2 separate regions of the Danio rerio genome follow, and region 1 is linked to region 2. A link is a contact called in public Micro-C data. All regions are on one chromosome and are shown on one strand. Each heading gives the region's core, a stretch centred on a gene start, on an enhancer-like site or on the middle of the called end of the contact. The rest is flanking DNA. Distances are from core to core; before and after follow the strand shown. Region 1 has its middle 71 kb from the start of cirbpb. Region 2 overlaps LOC141380307 (a long non-coding RNA gene).

Region 1 (6,173 bases), core at 3,293-5,792, 50 kb before region 2:
TCTGCAGTATTTGTGATGATTTGATATGTTTATTAAGTTGTTTGGTGGCTGACTCCACTATATATATATATATATATATATATATATATATATATATATATATATATATATATATATATATATATATATTCTGTTTTAAAGCATCATGGACCACCTACGCTGACCCAAAACAAAACGAGCCTCGAAACAAATGCTTTTTAATATTTAAACATGTCAAAACGAACACCTTCAGAATCAGTACAGTAAAAAAAAACGAATGTTTTACAAATCCCCCCCCAAAAAAGCACATAGTGACAGAGATTTACAGAATTCCTGTGTGGTCTCGTTTCTCATTGTCGTTCAACACATGCCTTGTGTGTGTTTACTCTTTGTTAATCCAGAATGTCACATCTGTCTCCATGGCTGCGCAAACTCATCTTTCCTACACTGATCCTAGACCAGCTTCTCCAGACCGACCCAAACAAGAACCATTGTAAAAGCAATCTCCTAACCAGTCTGAGATCAGGCTGAAAGAGTGACTTCCACCAATACCATCTCTATAGCAGTGGAAACAGGATCAGCACAAGAAAGACCCTTGTCCTTGCATGAAAACAAGCCTTCTCAGTGCAGAGCAAAAACAAACACTCCTACCCTTTCAGCGAGGCACTGAGGCGCAGATTATGAGGCAGTGCACAAGACAAACCATGTTCCACCAACAAACAATAACTCTGAGACCACCCTGAGGACATTTAAAGTCTAAAGCCCCCAGTCAGGCTTCAATTGAGTCCAATTTTAGCTATTTTTCACAAAACCTACAGTTGCTTCTATTTTGAAAGACCTTTGTCAGGTTGTGGATATGAATATTGTTGTAATGTTTATAATGTTGTAGACAATCCATTTGTGATAGGACAGCATAAAAAATTCACTTAACTTATTAATTTCTTCAAACTGAAGTGGATTTAACATATTATAACCAAGTTGTCGCAAATAAAAACAACTCAAGAATTGTGAAAGCAAACACCCGTACCCTTTCAGCAAGATATTGAGGAACAGATTACAAGGCAATGCACAAGACAAACCATGGTCCACCAATAGACAATAACTCTGAGACCACCCTGAGGACATTTCAACTCTGAAGCCCCCAGTCAGGCTTCAACCAAGCCCAATTTGAGCTATTTTTCCAAAACCTACAGCTGCTTCTTTTTGAAAGTTCAGATCACTCAAAAGATCTGTCAAAACTTTAAAACATTTGAGTAAACTAACTCACTTTTGATTTTTAATGATTTAATTAGGACAGTAAGGTCTGACTTTGCTAAGACAAAAGTCGTGTCACTTAACAGAAATTATGTACAGTATAGAACAGGGGTCGCCAATTTTGTTCCTGGAGGTCCGGTGCCCTGCATGTTTAGCTCCAACTTGCCTCAACACACCTGCCTGGGTGTTTCAAGTATACCTAGTAAGACCTTGATTAACTTGTTAAGGTGTGTTTGATTAGGGTTGGAGCTAAAATCTGCAGGACACCGGACCTCCAGGAACAAGTTTGATGATCCCTGGTATAGAATATAAAGTCATGGTGCAGAGAAAAAAAATTATTTTGTGTATGTCCCATGAGCTTGGACGACTGCATCCTTACATCTCTGCAATGACTCAAATAACTTATTAATAAAGTCATCTAGAATGGCAAAGAAAGGGTTCTCGCAAGACTCCCAGAGTTCATCAAGATTCTTTTGATTAATTTTCAATGCCTCCTCCATCATCTGATCCCAGACATGCTCAATAATGTTCATGTCTGGTGACCCTGTGGACATTTAAACTCTGAAGCCCCAGTCAGGCTAACTGAATTTTTAAGTTACTAAACTAAACAAAGTTTTATTTTGTACTTAAACAAACTGTTTGTGAAGTCAAAGTTTCAACTCCTAGCCCTGCAATACTTATTGAAATATTGAAATGAAGTATCAAAAAAACTAATTTGTGCAATTTGTTTCCATAAAAGTCACAAACTCCAGTGTTAATGTAGCACTCAAGTGGAGTCTTAAGGACCAGTCACACAGAACATGTGCATGACCATTACACTCACATCTTGCGTCTTTTGCAGGGCATCGCACATGATCATTAATGGACCTCGAGCTGGGAATCGGACTCGGGTCACCGTGAGCACCACCATGATAAGTGTTGATGTACTTAACCACTTAACCCAGGCTCATTGTGGATACCTACCTAGGTCTACACTTGTGGGGACTTTGAAATACGTAACGTTAGGTACGTCTGATTGCAGTTTTGTTTTTGCAAATCCACCAGAGACCGCTGTGTATGCTTTTTGATGGTCACAAATTCCTCTTGCATAAAACCACCAGAGGGCGCAATATACACTTCAGCCGACCAGGCCAGCTTGCTGTCGACTGAATGACTGACCAACTGACCCACCCACCTCTTTTCCCAAATCCAACCAAGAGTGTTATCAGAAGCAATCTACAAAAACTAAAGCCATCGCGGCTGCATTATTTCACCACATTTTCAGCCTGTTGTTTATTTATGTATTCATTTATTTGCTTTTGTTTTACCTGGTTTCTGGAACTTTTCTTCACCAGACTCGAACTCTGTGGTCATGGTCAACTCTGCTCCATGTCCAAAGACTGCCAACATACGTGGCAAGCCACTGGCCAAACGTTACACCAGAAAAGCTGTCCACTGGTAGCGCTAATAGAAACAGAAGCCATCGGTGGTGTCATACCGCACCGTAGCATTCGTTTTAAAGATGAAATGCAGCCAGATGTACCTCTGGATACATAATTCACATTATCCAGAAGCGTAGACAGGGGTATGTATCCACAATGAGCCTGTGTTAGCTATGTGAGTGCAATTGTTTTATATCAAGTCAAAAGAAGGTTAAGTGTCACAGCAGTGGACTCAGCAGTCCAATCAGAAGAACTCAGAGGCGGGGCAAGCATTGTAAGTTTCTGTTAACCATACCTAGTTGGCATGACAACTGTTCAATGTTAACATGGCGCATAGATATATACACTAGGTATCGCATACAGATTCAGAGCATGTGTCAATAGCGCCATCACATTTGTACAGTGCAAAACAAGAAAACAAATCACAAAGGCATCAAATTTCATAGATAAGATTTCGTTTCTTACGTTTGTGTGTGTTACAAACTTTTGTGCTATACGATTATTGAGGATAATACAATCACTTGCCATAAGGCAAAATAGCACCGAATCACACTAAATTCTAGGCTAGTTTCTTGATAGTTTTGTTAAACAAAGTCAGCAAACAAAGCGAGCGCACATTGAAGAAGATACCCAGAGGCGATATGAACATGGAGATGCTTATTGCACTAGTGAACAATATTCATTTGTTCATCGCTAGAGCTGGAACTGCTACTTGAACCATCCTTAACAACAAGCGTGTCAACTTTGTCTTCTTCTTGTGTGTCATAAGCGAGTGTCAGAAGCTTAAAGTTGTGTAGCGCCATCTAACGTCAAGGAAGAATTTTGCATACTCTTCTGCTCAACGTCAGTGAAAATCGCTTGGGTTTGAATGCGGAAGTGTCTTGAAAAACGCTGATGAAAAGCATCCCGGTATGTGCGAGACTTTAGAAATTGAAGAGAAGGCAGGAGAGGGACCTGCACCTTGGTCACACATTTATTTCAAAGGAGCGCTACCCTGTACTAAAATGCCGGCTCTGTTGATACATTCCTTCCAATAGACACCAATAGCATAGGTGACATCTAATGTAAATATCTATGAACATGGTGAAGGAAGTACTGTTTAAAAAAAAAAACATTCCTAAGTGCTTCATCTCAAGTTTTAGATGCAAAGTTGTGTGCTTCTGCTCTTCCCAACAATGACAACATAACAGAAACCTCTGTAAATCTCAACATAGCCCCAAATTGATTTCTCCCTACACTAAAGATGTGCAAAAACACACATAATAACACTTATGCTGTGCCTAACAGCTTTAAAATGCAGCATTCCAGGGTGGGATGGCATCAAGGCACATCCGAATCCAAATTCAGATTGAATTTCGAAGGCAGCATAAATGGGTGCTTCGATATCCCACAATGCTGTGCATTTCATTTCTGACAATTGAGCTAAATATATCAACATCTTAACGTGTCACTCGGGTGTCATTTTTGTGTAAGTGTTCTTTTTTGACCAACATTTTACACTGTTGATGGCATTTCTAGTGAGAAAATAGTGTTGTAGTAAGCAGACATTTTCTTAGTTATATCGTCAAAGCTCTCTCTGTTTAGTTGTACATGATTAAATATGCTGTCTCAGAAGTTTTACAAGGTGTCTTGGTGCACAAATGCTGCCTCCAGAGCCTTAACTTCAACACTTATTTTACTCACACAGTATGACGCGAAGCATGCTGGGAACTAGAATTGGTCTCTACTCAGTTCATGTAGCCCTTTTCTATTAAGCACAATGAACTTTTTAATTATTGAGTAAAATTAAGTCACTTTTCAGCTTTTTTTAATAGCAGCAAGGGAGCTCACGAGGTTTTCAATCAGAGTTAGTGACTCATTTAGGTGCTGTTTCGCCTCTCGGCCGTATAGCGTGACTGACCTTCACCATCATGTGACTCAATCTGTGCTGTGGTCTTGTGGGTCCTGGTGTCATGACTAAGCCTGATTGTATGAAAAGGGAGTGGGCATCAGCATTGGTATTAGCAATGCCATGGGCATCGCAGTGGAGCAGCTGGCCATGAACGCTCCAGTGAGACTCTGCCGGGCTCTGAAGCTCCGCACAAATGGACAGATCTGGCTCTGTCGAACATCTGCTAATTTTCCAGCAGCGCTGCTTTGTGATCTGAGGCCTGGAGGTGAGGGATGTTGGGGGTTGGTTGGTTGGTTGGTTTATAAAGGGGGCTGTGAAAGCTGGAGATTCCAGATGATGTCCATGGTTGAGGCAGATGTTGTGTGTGGCATGTTTATAAAGTGGTGACTAACTCAGAAATTTAAATTCAAGTCATTGTGTTTTATAAGAGACGTTCTGGTTGCAGTGTTGTTTGTATATACAGTGGAAATGAAGGATAAACAACATTGCTTAGTCACCAACATTCTTTAAATGATTCTCTTTTATGATTTGCAGAAGAATGTAGGTCATGCCGGTTTTGGAATGACACGAGGTGTGAGTAAATGATGACAGAATTTTAGGTGAACTGTCCCTTTCCTTTCACATCCTGAAGTACTTTTAATAGTTTTCACTTCTGTAATGGGATGCATTTAAAAGCAAAACTGAATGTAGCTTAGGGATGGCCGATTCCACATTTTGTTAATGTCAAATGATACAACCAGTATTTTTTGTTTGAGTTTTAATGATGCAGATACAGATACTGCTTATTATTTTAAATGTGAATAAGTATTTTGTTGACAAGTTGTTGAAATTATTTTATACTGATTATCTTTTTATCATTATTATCTTTTCACACATATTATATATAAATTATATATATATATATATATATATATATATATATATATATATATATATATATATATATATATATTATATATGTGTGTGTGTGTATATAAAATAGATGAGAAATATCACATGAGTTATCACATGAGTAGCAGTGCGATGTGGCTGTATATCGGCACTGGTGGGAGGCGTGCGTTGGCACGAGGCTGCAGAACCCGAGTGATGATATACAGCCACATCGCACTGCTTCGAGTGTGATATTGTGTTTACACAACAGTTTGACAGCATAACTGTGTATTTAAAAAAGAAAATCAAAGAGTCTCAAAACTTTTGTAAGAGGAACTACTTTCTTCCTCCACTCATTCACATCTGCAGCTGACAGAATTGCAGTATACATCACTTTAGAGCTAGTATTTGAATGATTCTCTAGCGTAATGTTTAAAGTGATGACAAAATGTGATTTTGCTCGCATTTTAAGATTATAAGGCTGAGCGGCATGAAATGCCATCAGTCTACAGAGATTTCTAAGTATTTCTCTGTTGCAATTGGGAGATCACAATATAACCATGGTATAAATACAGTACTAGAACACAAAAGAGAGAGATCGACTTAGAAAGTCATTTACCTGTTTAATAATGATTTGATCAGCTGTAGTTTGAAATTACGCTGTTTTTCTCTTAAGGCTTATTATGCGGTATCTGTCGCTATCTTGTGGATGAACATCGTCAACCGTCTTTGCTCAATGACAGGCTAAGGGCTGCTGA
Region 2 (5,692 bases), core at 136-2,635:
CAGGGGTGGTCAAATGTATTTTCAAGTTTTCTATTCCTGATTGGGTAGCTTTACTTTTAAAGCGGTAGATTTAAGATAAAAACACAACATTTCAGTGAATTTAAGACATTTTAAGACTCTTTTAAGACCATTTTGGATAAAATTTTGCACTTATACAAGACTGAACACTAAGGATTTTTTCTAATGACCAGGTTACTTCTGTAAATAGTTTTTGTATTAATAGAAGATCATGTGTTGCTTTAGTTTTGCTGGAGAATTTGCTGTAAAAATGTCTAAATGTTGTTGTGAATTGTATCAAAAAACGTAATTGTAAAAAAAAAAATGTAAATAGTAAAAAAAAAAAATTTTGAGATGGATAATTGGTGATAGGGTGTCCGCCTGATTGGGTAGCTTTATTTTTAAAACAGTTGATTTAAGACAACAATACAATATTCAGTAAATTTTAGACTTGAAAGACCATTTTAAGACCATTATGAATGAAATTTTAGATTTATACGGGGCTAAACACTAAGGTTTTTTTTCTAATGGCCAGGTTACTTCTGTAAATAGTTTTTGTATTAATAAAAGATCATGTGGGATGTGTTGCTTTGGTTTTGCTGGAGAAAAATGTCTTATCGTTGTTGTAATATGTTTTTGCAATAAAATATAAAATATTGAGAAAAAAAGGTTTTGAGATGGATAATTGGTGATTGAGTGTCAGCTTGATCCTAGCTTTACTTTTTTCTTAAAGCAGTAGATTTGAGACAACAACACTATTTCAGTGAATTTAAGACTTTTTAAGACCCTGCAGACACCCTGCTACAAAAAGTTAAATCAAGCACAAATATGATTAGTTGCTTTTTTTGTAATCTGCGGCCCATTTCTGGGTCATGACCCACCAGTTTAGAAACTGCTGACTTACCGATTTCCTCAAAAGAGTTACACAATCTAGCGAGTTCACAGGAAGTCGGTTCATTTTTACCTACGACAATGCACTATCAGGTCAGAAATGCAGCATTGTTATATTACGCAAATAAAACTTCACGCCAGACGTCTGGCACAAGCGCAGGGTGCTGACTCAAGCGCATTATCTTATTGTGCACAGAACAATGGCAACTGAATCAGACGGCGAAATGAATTCTGGATTGTTAGGCAACACAAGAGGGTTTGCAAACAAAGGCGGTGTTGTTGCTCCAAGGTGTCGCCGTACATTTCCCATCAAAGCGTCTCCAATTGATGGCCACTTTGCATCCCTCCATCTATTTGTTTCATCACATGTTTGTTTGCTTTCCTTTCCTCTCCCCCAATCAAACAGGTTTTTTAGAGGCCGAGCTGGTCTGTGGGCTGCTGGTGAGGAGGCGGGACAGGAAGAGGTGGGCGACCAGAGAATTGCATTTCCTTGTGCGTCTCCACTCCCTGCCCTCAGGTTATCGATTCAGCTCCTACTAAAACTGCACACACCCACGTGGGCTGGCGCAATACACACACACGCGCTTGTTTGGCCGCGGACTCACACATGTACAAGAAATACACATGTACGTAATGCACTTGATCCTCCGAGCTCTGCAAATAAAAAGCTTTTTGCGTTTTTGGCTTGTTTTGCCGTTGTTCATTTTACACCATTTTCTCTCCCCCAGCTCACACATTAGAGCCCACACAGATATGATACATGCACACACACACACACACACACTTCTACATGCCTCTTCACTCAGACAGCTCATCCAAAGGGACAGTACATGGAGTGAAATATTGTGAGTCACACAGCCTAATTATCTAAATCAGAGAAAAGGTGTTGGATCAAACCAGGACAGGGGTCTATTTATAATTTCGTAGTCGGTTATTTTTCTCTCCGATTGTCTTGTGTGTTTTTGAACATTTGCACAGTGATGTCTTTGTTCGTGTTGTTTGACAGAGATAGTCAGTAAGTCGAGTGGTATGCGGTAAATGTTGTGTAACTGTTTGAAGTGACAAAGAGGTAATTGCACATGTTTGTGTTTATCTGGATGATGATGGAGGTGTGTGAGTCTCATACACACAAAAAAACAGGTCATGGTGATAAATCACGACAAAATTATATGGTTTGCATTGTGACATTTTACAACATATACGCTCATTCTCCTACAAAATTCTCATTAATACGATGAGTGATTTTTTTTTCTTTTAATATTAATGAATAGTATTATGAGGCTGCACGATGGCTCAGTGATTACCAATGTCACCTCACGGCAGGAAGGTCACTGGTTTGAGTCCCGGCTGGGCCAGTTAGCATTTCTGCAACCCAGGCTCATTCTGAAAACGTACCTCTATATGCATTTCTAGAGAGTGCTAAATATGTCCCAGGAGCTACGTCTTTTTCAGTTTTTGTTTTCACGAATCCACCAGAGGCCACTATGTATGCTTTTTGTGATCTCAAATTTTTCTCACGAGTACCGTTCGCCAAGCTGTTCTCACGTAAACCCACCAGGGGCGGCTGTCAACTGACTGTTTGACTGACTGAATGACTGAGTGACTAACTGACCGACTGGCCCACCCTTCTCCTTCCCTAAACCCAACCAATAGTATTGATTGACCTGGCCACCCACTTCCCTAAACCCAACCAAAAATTTTCAAAAGCAATACAGAAAAAGAAAAGCCCTCATCTGATTTTTTACCTATTACACATTCTCACCCTGTTATTTACTTGTTTATTTTGTTTTTTTGGATTTAGATTTTGTCTTACCCGCTTTCTCTAACTGTTCTTTAATGGACTGGAACCCCGTCATCATGGTCAACTCCTCTCTGCGCCTCAAGTCCGCTGACATACATGGCGAGCTAACTTGACAAACTGGTATAACCGGAAAAGCCGTCCATGCGGAGGTAAGCAGTCAGCTGGTAAGCGTATAAAAGGAACGACATCATACCGCCCCGTAGCGTTCATTTTAAAAATGAAATGTAGCCATATGTAGCTCTGGCTACATAATTTATGATCTCCAGAAACGTATATAGGGCTCCGTATTCAGAATGAGCCTATGTTGCATTTCTATGTGAAGTTCTCCCCGTGTTTGTATGGGTTTTCTTTGGGTGCTCCGGCTTCCCCTACAGTCCAAAGACATGCATTATAAATGAATTAAATAAACTAAATTGGCCGTGGTTTATAAGTAAGAGTGTGTATGGGTGTTTTCCAGTACTGGGTTGTGGCTGGAAGGGTATACGCTGCGTAAAACATATTCCAGAATAGTTGGTGATTCATTGCACTGTGGAGACAGGATGAAAATGAATAAATTAATGAAATACTAACATAATTTATGTAATCATACATTATCGATATTTAAGTTACGCTAATGACAGATTTTTTAAGTCCTTGAAATTTATGTTTTGTTTTGATTTGTTTTATGTCGATTATGGTGATTTTTCCTTTCCTTATGATAATTACATTGATATTAGCAAGTATTAACATGGTTCATTTAGACTTTACAATTCAAGTATGTCATTATATAATTAATGGTTATGAAAATAATAATTCTTCACTTTGCCTTATGGTAATGACATTGAAATTATCAAATATTAAAATTATTTGTTAAAAAAATTACACTATAGGTCATGTTTTACCTTATTAGTTTATATTAATATTTTTATGTCTATTATGATAATGATAATGAGTCTTTCTCTCGTGCATTGTTCGTTAATTACTTTGACATTAACAAATAATAAAATTATTAATAAATAATTGCAAATAATAATTCATCACCTAAATTATCATGTTTATTTTGCTAATAAGAAAATATTTTTTTATTTCCATTATGGTAATGATACATGAAAGTTGAATATAGTACAGATATTTTTATTTGCATTGGGATGGTCATATTTGTGAACAGTTTGGAGTTTAATTTCTGTGTGCAAAGATTCCGTGTGGACCAAGTTATCCTGTATATTCTCATGAGTATATTGTATCTAAATCAGTGTTTCTCAACCACATTACTGAAGGACATTTTCCATGCCTCCTTAACCAAACACACCTGATTCAGATCATTAGCACATTAGCAGGGACTGAAAGACCTGTAACGTGTGCAACAAAGCTGGAGATATCCAAAATATGCAGTGTTGGTGGTCATCCAGGAACGTAGTTGAGAAACACTGATCTAGATTATACTTATAGACTCTCTACTGTCTTTTCTGAACCACAAACCAAAAACATAGATAATTTGCATGAAGGTAATGACAGTTAGATTAAAATATACAATTATGATTAATAAGTAAATTGTTCATAAAAATTAATTCATTTTATTGATGTTATGGAAATTAGTAGTTTGTGAAGTGTTAATGAGAATAGAATGATTCATGAGTAAAATTTTGTATAATTTGTAATTTGCATTATTATTTATGTGTGAGGATATAATGTGATCTAATATATATAATATAAGATATGAGCAGTTCCAGCATTATGGATGTGACATTTGCAGTAAAAACTCGAAACATGAATTCACATAGAAAGTATATGTTAACATTATATTGAAACATCTCTTTATATTTTTCAAAACAACTAGCCACAGAGTTGTGGGAGCAGAAAAAAATCAATCTGTAAACATTTTCATATTTTAAATAAGAAAATAAACATGCGTTATGGATGTGACAAAAAAAAAGTCTGCAGGTTTACAGTATCCAACATACTTTAGATATTCTGTGAATTAAACTGCACAACCCAAAAGAAACAATGCTAATACAAAGGATAAGAGTTGGCTCTTTATGGAACAAACATAATTGCTTTTATTTATTTAACATTTTTGCATTTATTAGGAAAAAGTGTCGTTATGGCTGTGACATCTCTCCGTTATGGATGTGAAGGATTTGAAATTGCCACTTATGTGACTTTGGAAAATCAAATATAATTGTTTGAGAACACTGATAGAAACAATTTTGAGCATTTTTAAAGCACCATAAAATACATAAAACATAGCCTACATAAAAAAGTTTACACAAAAAAATGCAGAAACAGTTTTGCTATTTTGACGAAAACTTTTTGTTTTTTCATGGCAAGGTTTAAATTTGCATGGAATTGCTCATGTATTCACTTTATATCAGATATTTTTTATATTTTGCCATTTCACCTTTCATCATTAATACATTATAGGCTATTATTGTTTTATAATGTGATTTTAAAAATATATATTATTTTTATCAACGATAATAATAATAATGCTGCGTTGTGGTAATGACAACAAATTTATTGTTAATGTGTGAGGATATAACTAATATATCTTAACTTTATGTCAGATATCTTTTACATTTTTTGCCATTTTTACCATTCATCACTTCAATTATACATTATTGTTTTGTAATGTGATTTGTTTTAAAATATTATATTATTTTTTTTAATCAGCAATATTGACATTTTTTGCTGCGTTACAGTAATGACAAGGCAGTAAAAAAGCACAACTCCTCCGTTTATTTCAATTGATTCTGAAGTGATAAATCACCCAGACGTGTTCTTGGCAGATTTTGTCAAATTTGGTGTAGCTATGAATCTCTAAAATACCTTCCTGTCATGATTTGTATTCCCTCCTCTCTCCACCCCCAGGTAAATTATCAACCATCTCCTTACATCAAAGCAGCTTTCATCATATTATCATTCTCAGAGGCGCGCACATCTTGAAAGCCTTTCTGTAAATACTTGATTAATATTGCGTCCATCAACGTGACGATCAGCAACTCTCTGAGCGCTAAGAGAGAGGAG

Evidence for each region. A called contact is a pair of places that touch in the nucleus more often than the background predicts.
Region 1: a Micro-C map of caudal fin shows a contact between it and region 2, with 2.7 times the contacts expected there. The contact joins two enhancer-like sites. A contact is called at or near these places in 2 of 18 Hi-C or Micro-C datasets (caudal fin and an unstated tissue).

The regions. Positions count from the first base shown.
Region 1 is chr22:18,308,615-18,314,787 of GRCz12tu, reverse strand. No RefSeq gene overlaps it. Among named protein-coding and RNA genes, the nearest start is that of cirbpb, 71 kb to the right of the region's middle. Within about 2 kb of position 4,542, at least 15 of the 62 cell types and tissues checked have an H3K27ac peak or open chromatin away from gene starts, as enhancers often do. A contact at or near this core is called in caudal fin, where this site is marked.
Region 2 is chr22:18,255,769-18,261,460 of GRCz12tu, reverse strand. The region is part of intron 1 of LOC141380307 (a long non-coding RNA gene); the gene reads right to left. Among named protein-coding and RNA genes, the nearest start is that of cirbpb, 18 kb to the right of the region's middle. Within about 2 kb of position 1,385, at least 29 of the 62 cell types and tissues checked have an H3K27ac peak or open chromatin away from gene starts, as enhancers often do. A contact at or near this core is called in caudal fin, where this site is marked.